Regions from separate parts of the Sus scrofa genome. Here all the other regions are linked to region 2. A link is a contact called in public HiChIP or PLAC-seq data. All regions are on one chromosome and are shown on one strand. The core of a region is the stretch at or near the end of the contact, and the rest is flanking DNA. Distances in the headings are between cores, read along the strand shown.

Evidence for each region. HiChIP or PLAC-seq counts read pairs in DNA pulled down with a chosen protein or histone mark.
Region 1: an H3K27ac HiChIP or PLAC-seq map of alveolar macrophages shows a contact between it and region 2. The contact joins two enhancer-like sites. A contact is called at or near these places in 1 of 47 Hi-C or Micro-C datasets (epiblast stem cells) and 1 of 2 datasets of contacts at active chromatin or transcription factors (alveolar macrophages).
Region 3: a contact with region 2 is called in an H3K27ac HiChIP or PLAC-seq map of alveolar macrophages. The contact joins two enhancer-like sites. A contact is called at or near these places in 2 of 2 datasets of contacts at active chromatin or transcription factors (alveolar macrophages and skeletal muscle).

The regions. Positions count from the first base shown.
Region 1 is chr14:28,612,584-28,615,744 of Sscrofa11.1, forward strand. No RefSeq gene overlaps it. Among named protein-coding and RNA genes, the nearest start is that of NCOR2, 29 kb to the right of the region's middle. Within about 2 kb of position 1,873, at least 14 of the 83 cell types and tissues checked have an H3K27ac peak or open chromatin away from gene starts, as enhancers often do. A contact at or near this core is called in alveolar macrophages, where this site is marked.
Region 2 is chr14:28,444,895-28,448,096 of Sscrofa11.1, forward strand. No RefSeq gene overlaps it. Among named protein-coding and RNA genes, the nearest start is that of SCARB1, 150 kb to the left of the region's middle. Within about 2 kb of position 1,782, at least 8 of the 83 cell types and tissues checked have an H3K27ac peak or open chromatin away from gene starts, as enhancers often do. A contact at or near this core is called in alveolar macrophages, where this site is marked.
Region 3 is chr14:28,665,548-28,668,744 of Sscrofa11.1, forward strand. All of the region lies in intron 3 of NCOR2 (nuclear receptor corepressor 2), which reads left to right. Among named protein-coding and RNA genes, the nearest start is that of NCOR2, 24 kb to the left of the region's middle. Within about 2 kb of position 1,859, at least 36 of the 83 cell types and tissues checked have an H3K27ac peak or open chromatin away from gene starts, as enhancers often do. A contact at or near this core is called in alveolar macrophages, where this site is marked.

The sequences.
Region 1 (3,161 bases), core at 623-3,122, 170 kb after region 2:
CGCATCTGCGACTTACACCACAGCTCATGGCAACGCCAGATCCTCAACCCACTGAGCAAGGCCAGGGATTGAACCCATATCCTCGTGGATGCTAGTCAGGTTCGGTAACTGCTGAGCCACGGCTCTGTATCTGTTTATCTGTGAAGTTTCTCAGTTGATTGCTTCCCCACGTGCATTGTCGGCCTTCCCACATCAGACAGTCACTTCCGAGGCAGCAGAAGCTCCTTCCGATTTGCCCACTGCTGGGCCCACAGTGCCTGGCACCATGTCAGGACATGACGTGGCTTGGTCAGTTCATATTGCTGGCTGATGGGTTCATTGGCAGCGAGACGGGGCCTGGCCTGCCCTGGGGCAGGGGGAGGACAGGTGCTGGACACAGGGTCCTTGTCCCTCAAGTAGGTTCCACTCTTCCTGGAACCAGCTGGGCTAGGGAGGAGGCTGACTGTTGCTGACTGCTGTTTCCATCCAGGAAGATGGCCCCGAGAGGACCAGGGTGGGGATGGGGTCATTGAGGTGACCTTGTCCCCAGGCTTCATTTGGCAACTGTCTGAAGATGTTTCATTTGTCCCCACCTGCAAGAGGTGCCACAGGTATAGTGGGTTGAGGTCAGGATGCACAGAGCAGCCACACAATGAAGATGGATCAGGTTCAAGGTCTTTAGTGCGAGGACCTGGCCTCAGGCTTTAGGGACTCACATCTTGGGTTTGTCCTGGGCAGAGAAGGGCAGGCATGGCCAGGTTCCCTTTTCCTGCTGTGTCTACATTTTTGTGGCCCAGAGCAAGCCCTCCTCCCCCCTCTTCCAGTCTCTAGGCATCCTAGAGCTGTTTCTTTGTTGTCACCAGCACAGGACAGCCCATCAGCCTCCCTTGGTAACATATCCCATGCCTGTTGGCTTCCCACAGTCGGGCTGCCACCATCTCACTCATCTTTCCCTAGGGCTGAGGGACAATTGGAGGGGTTAAAGTGGAAATTCACCTCCCCCTGTCACCAGCATCCCCTCCAGTGCCTTTGCTTTCACATGGGGAGGCGAGAGGTCTAGAGAGGGCAAGGAGTTGGCCCAGGGTCACACAGCACAGCACAGCCTGGACAGGGGAAGTCAGATGTTTGAGCAGGGAGGGCTCAGAGGGAGGGCTCTCAGCTCTAGGGCTCCCGGGGTCCCCTCTGTCCTACCAATTGGCTCCATCCACTGGCCAGACCTCCGCCCCCTGCCCATGGCCACAGTCATTATGGTTATTTATTTAATAGTTTTACAAGTCTTAAACCATTTCATGTGCATGTGTATTTACATAGGCTGTCAGGTTGCCTTTCTGTATTACTGAGAACACATTTCTTTTTTTGATTTAAAAAATATAGAATCGGTTTATCCCCACAAGGGAATACTCTTCAGCCATAAAAAGGAAAGAAGTGCTGATCCATGTTACAGTGTGGACGAACCTCAAAAACCTGAGGCTGGATGAGTGAAAGAAGCCAGTCACAAAAGGCCACATGTTGTGTGGTTCCACTGAAACAAAACATTCAAAAGAGGCAAATCCATAGAGACAGAAAGCAGATTAGTGGTGGTCAGGGGCTGGGGCCCCAGGCATGGGGAGAGACTGCTCATTGGGTAGGGGGTTTCTTTTCCTTTGGGGTTACGGAAATGTTTTGGAACTAGATAGAGTTGGTGGTCGCACGGCATTGTGACAGTAATCAATGCCACTGAATTTATTTTATAATGCTTAGTTTTATGTTCTGTGAATTTCACCTCAATAAAAAAATAATTTGGGAACTGAAAAAGATTTCTATTGAGCTCTTACGACAGGCTAGGCAGTCTATGTGTATACTCTCACTGAGTCTCTAAGCCCCGTGAGATGAGAGTTTCCATTTCGTAGGTGGGGAACTGGTTCAGAGATGTTAAGCAACATACCGAGGTTACACAGCTAGAAAGTGGTGGAACCAGGACTTGAAGCCGGGTCTTGGGCCAAATCCTGAGGTCTCTCCACAGCTGTGCTCTGTGGCCTCCCTGCAGGCTGAGCCCAGCCATAGAGAGGTAGAAGCCTGTGCCAGAGTCGGGGGGCTCTCCTGCCTGCCCTCCAGCCGTGGACATCCCTGTGGGCGCCAGTGGGCCTTTGAGGGGTGCTGGGTGGTGGGCGAGTCTGGGTGTGATCCAGAGGCTCTGGGGCCAGTTTGACTCTCACACAGTGGCTGTTCTGTGCCCCTCGTCCCCCACCCCCACCTCCCCCACAGAAGCAGGAACTTTCCAACACAGGGGCCGGCTGTGAATCAGCGCGGCTCACTCTGGGGAGTACGTGGGGCCTCCGGGGCTGTTTTCAGTTTCTGCTGAGTTTCTCACTCTGACTCAGTGCTGCCCGTGGCCTGGCAGCCTGGGCTTCAGAGCACCTGCTGAGCTCCTGTGGGACGTCAGAAAGAACCGGCTTGGAGGCTGCCCCTTGATGGGCCTCAGTTTTCTCATCTATGTGGTGGGGGCAGCGAGGGAGGTGTTTATGGGTCTTTACTGGCATCACATGGTGGAGCCCGGGGACCCCACGTGTCCAGGCTGTGCAGAGGGATTTGGTGCAGACATGAGAGGCCGAAAGCTGGGAGATACACTGGGGAGACACCAGGGGGTGGCGGCCTGTGCCCTGTACCCCGTCCAGCTCTGTCCATGTGTGTCCTGGGCATTCTGTTCTCCATGTGGGCAGCCGCCGAGCCTGGTCAGGGAATGGTGGCCACTGTAGCCTGCATCTTCCCGCTGCAGAGGCTGGGGTGGGGATCTATGTGACCTGGCTCGGGGCCTGAGCCTGGGTGTCCTCGGTGCCCGGGGTCTGGGCTGGTGAATCCTGATGGCTAGCTGGAACTAAGCGCTTGCTGTGTGCCAGGCTATGTATTTCTCCACAAAGTAGCCCCTGGAATCACCCCCACTTGATAGATGGGAAACTGAGGCTCAGAGAAGCACGGTGACAGTCCCAGGGCTTTATAGAATGGTAGAGCTGGCATCTGTGCCTGAGCCGGTCTGATTTTGCCCCCCAACACCGCTTATCATCTCTATTTTATAAAAGCAGAGGAAACAGCTTCAGAGAAGTTAAGCAACAAGCATGGGGTTGCCCAGCTGGAACCTGGTGCAGCTGGGATTGGGTGCTGGGCTATCGGCATCTGCTGGGCCTCACTGTCCCTGTCTATGCAGG
Region 2 (3,202 bases), core at 532-3,031:
AGACAGAGACTTGTGCATGAATGTTCAGAGTCACTTTCTTTGTCATAGTCCCAAACTGGAAATAGACCAATGGCTCATTGACAGGTGAATGGATAAGAAAACAGTGGATTATCCACATAAAGGACCACAACTCAACAAGAATAAGAAATTAACATTGATATGCACCCACTATGGATAACGCTCAGCATAACTAGGCAACATGAAAGAAATCAGACAAGAAGAGGGCAAACTGGGCTGAGAATGGACTAGAGTGGGAGCAGGGGACCCTGGAGCCCAGTGAGGAGAACATCACTCTCAGTGCAAAAGCCCAAGTCCTTATAAAGTCCCACCAGATTCATACGATCTGGCCCTGAGCCCCCTCTGATTGCATTTTCTCCCCCTCTCCATCCACTCCAGCCCTCACAGCCTCTGCCCTGCTTCCAGAACCCACCAGGCATACTCCTTCCGCAAGACCTTTGCACTGTCTATTCCTGCTCCCCTAGATCCAAACATGGCTCAAACCCCCTGCTGCCTTCAAGTCTTTGCCCAAATGTCACCTCCACAGAGAGGCCTGCCCAGATTTCTTCTCTGTCTCCAAGGACTCCAGACTTCTCTTCAGTCTTGTCTTTTGCTTGATTTCTTGTTAGCCCCAGCCTCCCTTGGTTATGTACATGCAAATGACAACGTGGATGACTCTCAGAACAATTATGCTAAATGAAAGAAGTTAGGGGAATTCCTTAGGTGGTCTTGGGTTAGGATTCGGTATTTTTACTGCTGCTGCCCAGGTTCCATCCCTGGTCTGAGAACTGAGATCCCGCACCAAGCTGCTGCACAAAGTTAGACACAAAAGGAGGACCTACTGTGTGATTCCGTTTAGATGAAATGATTCCTTTAAAAAAAAAAAAAAGAAAAAGAAATGATTCCTTTTATATACATTTTAATGGGCTCTCTGCTGCCTTGCCCCAAACAATAGCTACATATGGCCATTGGAGCACCTGAAATGTGGCCGGTGAGACTACAGAATGGAAATTTAAATTTCCTTTTATTTTAATCAATTTAAATGTAAAATGAAAAAACCCAGCTGGTTGCAACAGACGTGGATGCAAATATTAAAGTGAAAGGATTTTTGGATAGTGCTTGGAAGACTTTGAAGTCTCTGCGGAACCTCCTGGGTAGGTTCATCTACCTTTTCTAACTTGTTGATTTTGTGAAACCAAAATGCTGATCAAGTGTTTCTGATGGGAACTGACCCCCACATGAGGATGAGCTGTCAGCGTAGAGTACAGTGGATTTCAAAGCGTTCATCTGAAAAAAAAGGAACCTAAATATCTCGCTGATAATTTTTCATGTGGATTCAATGCTGAAAAAATAATATTTTGGATCAATTAGGTTAAATAAAATATCAAACAATTTCATCTGGTTTTCTTTTCTTTCATTCTTTTTCTTTTTCTTTTTTTGGCTGTGCCCACAGCATGTAGAAATTCCCAGGCCATGGATCTAACCCACACCACAGCAGCAACCAGAGCAGCTACAGAGATACTGTGGGATCCTTCGCCCTCTGCGCTATCAGGGAATTCTTTTTTCTTCTTCTTTTTCTTCTTCTTCTTTTTTTTTTTTTTTTAATGTGGCTACAGGAAATTTTCAGTTCTGCACGTGGCTGGCTTCTGTTTCCCGGGGACACAGCTGCTTTGGAGTGCCAGCTCCATGAAAGCCGGTTTCTGGGCTCACTCTTTATCATCAGCTTCTAGAACCTGGCTGCCATGTGTTCTGGGTCCCTGTCTCCCCTAGTGGAAGGGTTCATCCTTGGTTTGCTGACCGTGGGCATCTGTCCTCAGAACCAGGGCATTCCCGGCCCAAGAGCAGCTGCTGGAGGGTGCGGGCAGGATGACTCAGTTCCTGCGCTGGGAAGGGGAACTTGGGCGTCTGCTGAGACCTTGTCCCCATGGCTTCTCCCCCGTCGTGTTTGCCAAACGCCTTTCTCCCTTTGCCCACCCCCGGATGGCCACGGCTGGGCTGCTGGGACGCCTCCCCGTTGGCTGTGGAAATGGTTTGCATCATTTTGTACCCGAGGCCCTGGGGGCATCTGAAGTTCAGATCCACTGGAAGGAAATCAGCCTGTGCCTTGTTCTCTCCACAAAACAAGAATCAATACAGCATGAATTCAGAGGACACCACCTCTTTCAAATGCCTCTGAGCAGGGATCGCCAGAATCCCGAGTAAGGGGGTGGGGGTGGGAGTGGGGTCATAAATGGGCCACTGGGTGGAGGAGGGTTTGTGTGCAATGGCTTTTTTTCCCCTAAGCATTTAAACAAATTATGGTAAAAGAGACATAAAATTTACCCTTTCCACCCTCTTTTAGTGTACAGTTGAGTGGCATTAAGTTACAGTGACATTGTTGGTCCCTTTGGTCTCCAACACTTTTTTGTCTTACTCAACTCACTGGCTTTTCAGATGTGGGGAAGGCAGGGGGTGCCCTGGGGGAGAGGCCGGTATGGGAAGATCATGGGAAAAAGCAGGTGTCCCAGCCCAGACTGGATTTCCTCTTGGCATCTCTCTGGGAGCATGACTTCAGGAAATGTAGGCACAGTCACAGAAGGGTCATTCCAGAAGGTTTGCATAAAGGGGTTATTTGCAAAGGCTTGGGCAGGCCTGGGGGAAATCCTGGGCTAGAAATGGAGGAGCTGCTGTCACCTGGGGCTGGAAAGGAGGAGTTTCAGAAACCAGTAGGAGAAAAGACGTAGCATCTTCGGCTGTCAGAAGTGGGCATGACGCCCCTCAATGGAAGGAGACAACCAGCCCTGGGGAGCCATTGACCTCACTCTCCCCCAGAGTCCTGCAGGGGCTCCTTATGGGCCAAGTCTATCCAGAAAGCAGAGGGCAGTGGGCTGTGGGTTGTGTGGATCAGCCTCCAGGCAGAGAGCTTGAGGCAGGAAGGAGGAGAGAGATGTCAGCAAACGGAAGATACCTGCACACAGGGTCCGATTCATTTCCCAACATAATGAACACCTGTTCCTGTCTTCCCAGAGCCTGTGTCTCCTCCTCCTGGCAGCAGCCCTATTTATCATCTGGGCATCATTCTTCCATTCTCAGCCCAAAGATGGTGCATCCCCAACTCCAGGGAGGATGATTCTGTTCTAAACGGACTGGCTTATTGCATTCCTCTAGCTTCTGTGATTGGTTCACGATGGCCATTTAAGGCTCATCTGGTGATTTGGCTGCGGGG
Region 3 (3,197 bases), core at 609-3,108, 220 kb after region 2:
GGTACTCGGGGGCCCTGGGCAGCTCTGAGGTTGTAGGGGGGCGTCCTTATCCTGTGTGGGGACAGCAGTGGAGCCCTGTTTCCTGACCATGCTGCCTTGTGCTGGGGTGGCCCAGCACTCCCCCGTCCCCCATTCCCCCATTTGTTATTGGGGCAAGAATCTGGACATCTTGGGGAAACTTGCTTACCTAGAGGAGCCGCTGTTCCTTGGCTGGTGGGGGATGAGTGTTTCAGCCTAATCTGGAGGCTCCCCAACTCTCATTCCAGCCCTGTGCCTCCAACCCATATGGGCAGGGTTTATGAGGTACCCCTCCCCCCCTTTTCTGAGTCTTTGGAAGACAGAGGGTGAAGGAAAAGGGAAGTTGAGGCACAGAAAGACAAGTGCCCCATCCATGGTCCAGGGGGCATCCCAGGGTCCCAGCTCCTTGAACAATAATTGAGGGAGGTCTGCTGGGATCACGGGGTGGGGCCTGGACCCAGTTATCCGTGACCTTCCCAGGACTCAGCTCCCTCCCACACACGCTCCAGATAGGCTTCTATCCAGGGTGGCACCTCCTGGCCCTGGAGGCATCTTCCCAGGCATCCTGGGCATGGAGCTGCTTTGATAGCAAGGCCTCCCAGGAGCCGGAAAGACCTCCAGATATGGCTTTAAACCCCTGTTCCTCCCATTTTGCTGAATGGCCTTGGGCTGCTCACTTAATCCCTGGGTGCAGCCATTGGCACTAGGAGCCTTGTGGGCCTGAGCATCACTGGCGAATGTCCACAAGGTGCCTGGGGGGTGGTGTCTGCATGTGGCAGTCATCTCCTTTCTCCTGGTGGGTGGCAGGAGACTGAGGAGGGTCTGGACTCAGAGACAGGCCTGTGCTTTGGCCTGCGTCATCTCTGGGCCGCCTGGTGTCTTATGCCAGTGCAGATGGAGAGTGAATTCCGGCTGTGCTTGCAGACCCTGGAAAGCCCCTGCTTCCCCTGCCCTGGCCTCAGGCACACTCCAAGCCAGTCTCCATGCAAGGCTCGCTCAGTCTCACCTGCTCCACTTGCAGAACCTCTCTGTGCCCTGTTCCCTCCATCTCTATGGTCTCCTCTTCCCTCCCCCACAGTATCAGGACCCCACATCTTTCCCTGAGGGTCCTGGCAGACCCCTGGCACTGAAGATCTCCCAGGATTGAGGGTCCCAACACACCTTCCCCTCCTTGTCTCCTTTCCTGCCTGTTAAGGTCCTTTCCAGCTCTCCACAGCCCAGCTCAATTCTGCCTTCTCCCCCAAGTTCCCTGGTACCCCCAAAGCGCCCTTGAGTTCCTGCAAGCCTCACGCTGAATGAATGTGTTAAGGTCAAAAGATGTAGGGTCTGAATCCCAGCACGGTTCCTTCCTGCTGTGTGGCCTTCGGCAAGTTACTTAACCTCTCTGTGCCTTTGTGTTAGAAGGGTGTTTAAGAGCGCAGGCTCTGGAGCCAGATTGCTCCTTCACATCCTGCCTCGGTGATGTCTTAGCTGTGAAACAAGTGGCCTTAGCGCCCCGTGCCTCAGTTTCCCATCGGTTGAGAGAGGGTGGTTAGAAGACTGTGAGGATCTAGTTGATTGTGCGGAGGCTTCCGCATGCACGTTACAGCGCAGTGATGATGATTCTGATGATGCTGGCATGATGACAACCTGCCTGTTAAGGTCCTTTTCCAAATGGCCCCCAGGGTGCACTGTGGGCTTTTCCTCTAGAAGAGGGATTGGCAAATCTCCCCTGGAGATATTTCAGGCTTTCCGGACCACGCAGTCTCTGTCACAACTCCTCGGTGCTGCCACCGTCCTAGCGCGAAAGCAGCTCAGCCAACGCGGACAGGAATGGCCGTGGCTGTGTGCCAGTGACACTTGACGCAATGGGCTGAGCCTGGCTTTGGCCTCGGGCCTCGTTTGCTGACTCCTGCCCTAGATCAGTGTTTATCAGACTCTGTGGGAAGGACCAGTCTGTTTCATTTCCACTTTGTCACAAACGGATACTTCTGCACGTGACCCTGTTCTCGGGTGTGGGGACGCACGCTGGCCATGCACTGGGATGCTGCGGTCTTGTCAACACGCTCTCAAGTAGACTGAATTCTCTCGACTTCCCGCTCCCCCAGACCAAGCGTCACAGACCCAGGAGGCTGCCTGGACCACAGGGGGACAAGTGCCCATGTAGAGGGAGCAGACGGGGTTGAAGTGCTTTGTTAACTCTAGGAGGGTTCTCATGCTTCCGGCCGGAGCGCCCGGAGTCTTTAGGCTGTGACCACAGTGAACCCCACTCTGGGTCTGTTTCTCCTTTGGGGTCTCCCCAGTTCTTGGCTTCCTGTGACCCTCCAGGGGGTCCCTGGGGTAGAGGTCAGTGTGGGTGCTGCAGAAATGGCCCCTAAGATGCTCCTTGGAGGGGCTGTACCATGAGCTCATCTTGCCTGGCTCCCACACTGGGAAACCACGGCCAGAGGGTTCAGACCTCTGCCTTGGGGCTCCTGGGGGCCGTGTGCCTTTTCCCGTTTCGACTGGCCATGGTGGGTGCCGTCCTCCCGAGGTCCTCTCCCCAGGGATGGGGCTGTCTGCTTCTCTGCCGCTTTGTTCACTTTGCTTTTGTGTGAGAGAGAGTCTTGCTCCCTGCAGACTGCAGAGCTGCCCGCTTCCTTCTCACACCCCTGCATGCGTGCGTGCATGCACACACCAGAGCTGTGCCTGGCAACCTCTCTCCAGCCCTTCCTCCTTCCTTCGTGAGCTCTGGGTGCCTTGTGTTAGACATCATGGGGTGTGGGAGAGGGCGCAAGCTGAGCCCTTCTCTGCCTTCTGGAAGCTGCCCTCCGCCTTGGGGGCCACCTTTGGAGAGTTAAGAGGGATTTGTGGTCAGGGGCACAGAGGCCTAGGTGGGGCATACATTTCAATGATGGGGAAACCGAGGCTTGGGGATTTGACTGATGGACAGATACCTCTAGCCTAAGGCCTTGCATCTTCTTGCTTCCACATCAGGGCTGCCCGGGAAGGCCCTTCCCTTGACATTTCCAGCCTCTGGGCTTTGACAGGATCCCTGTTGATTCTGCTTACTCATCCTCCTGCTTCCCAGCCTCTTACAAGCTTTGGTTTTGGAGGGTCTGAAACATACATTCTAACACACCTACGTGGTCTCGTCTAATTCTCTTTGCAGAAATAACTGCTTAAAAAAAAAAAAAAGCCAGACAGCAAAAAGATGACTG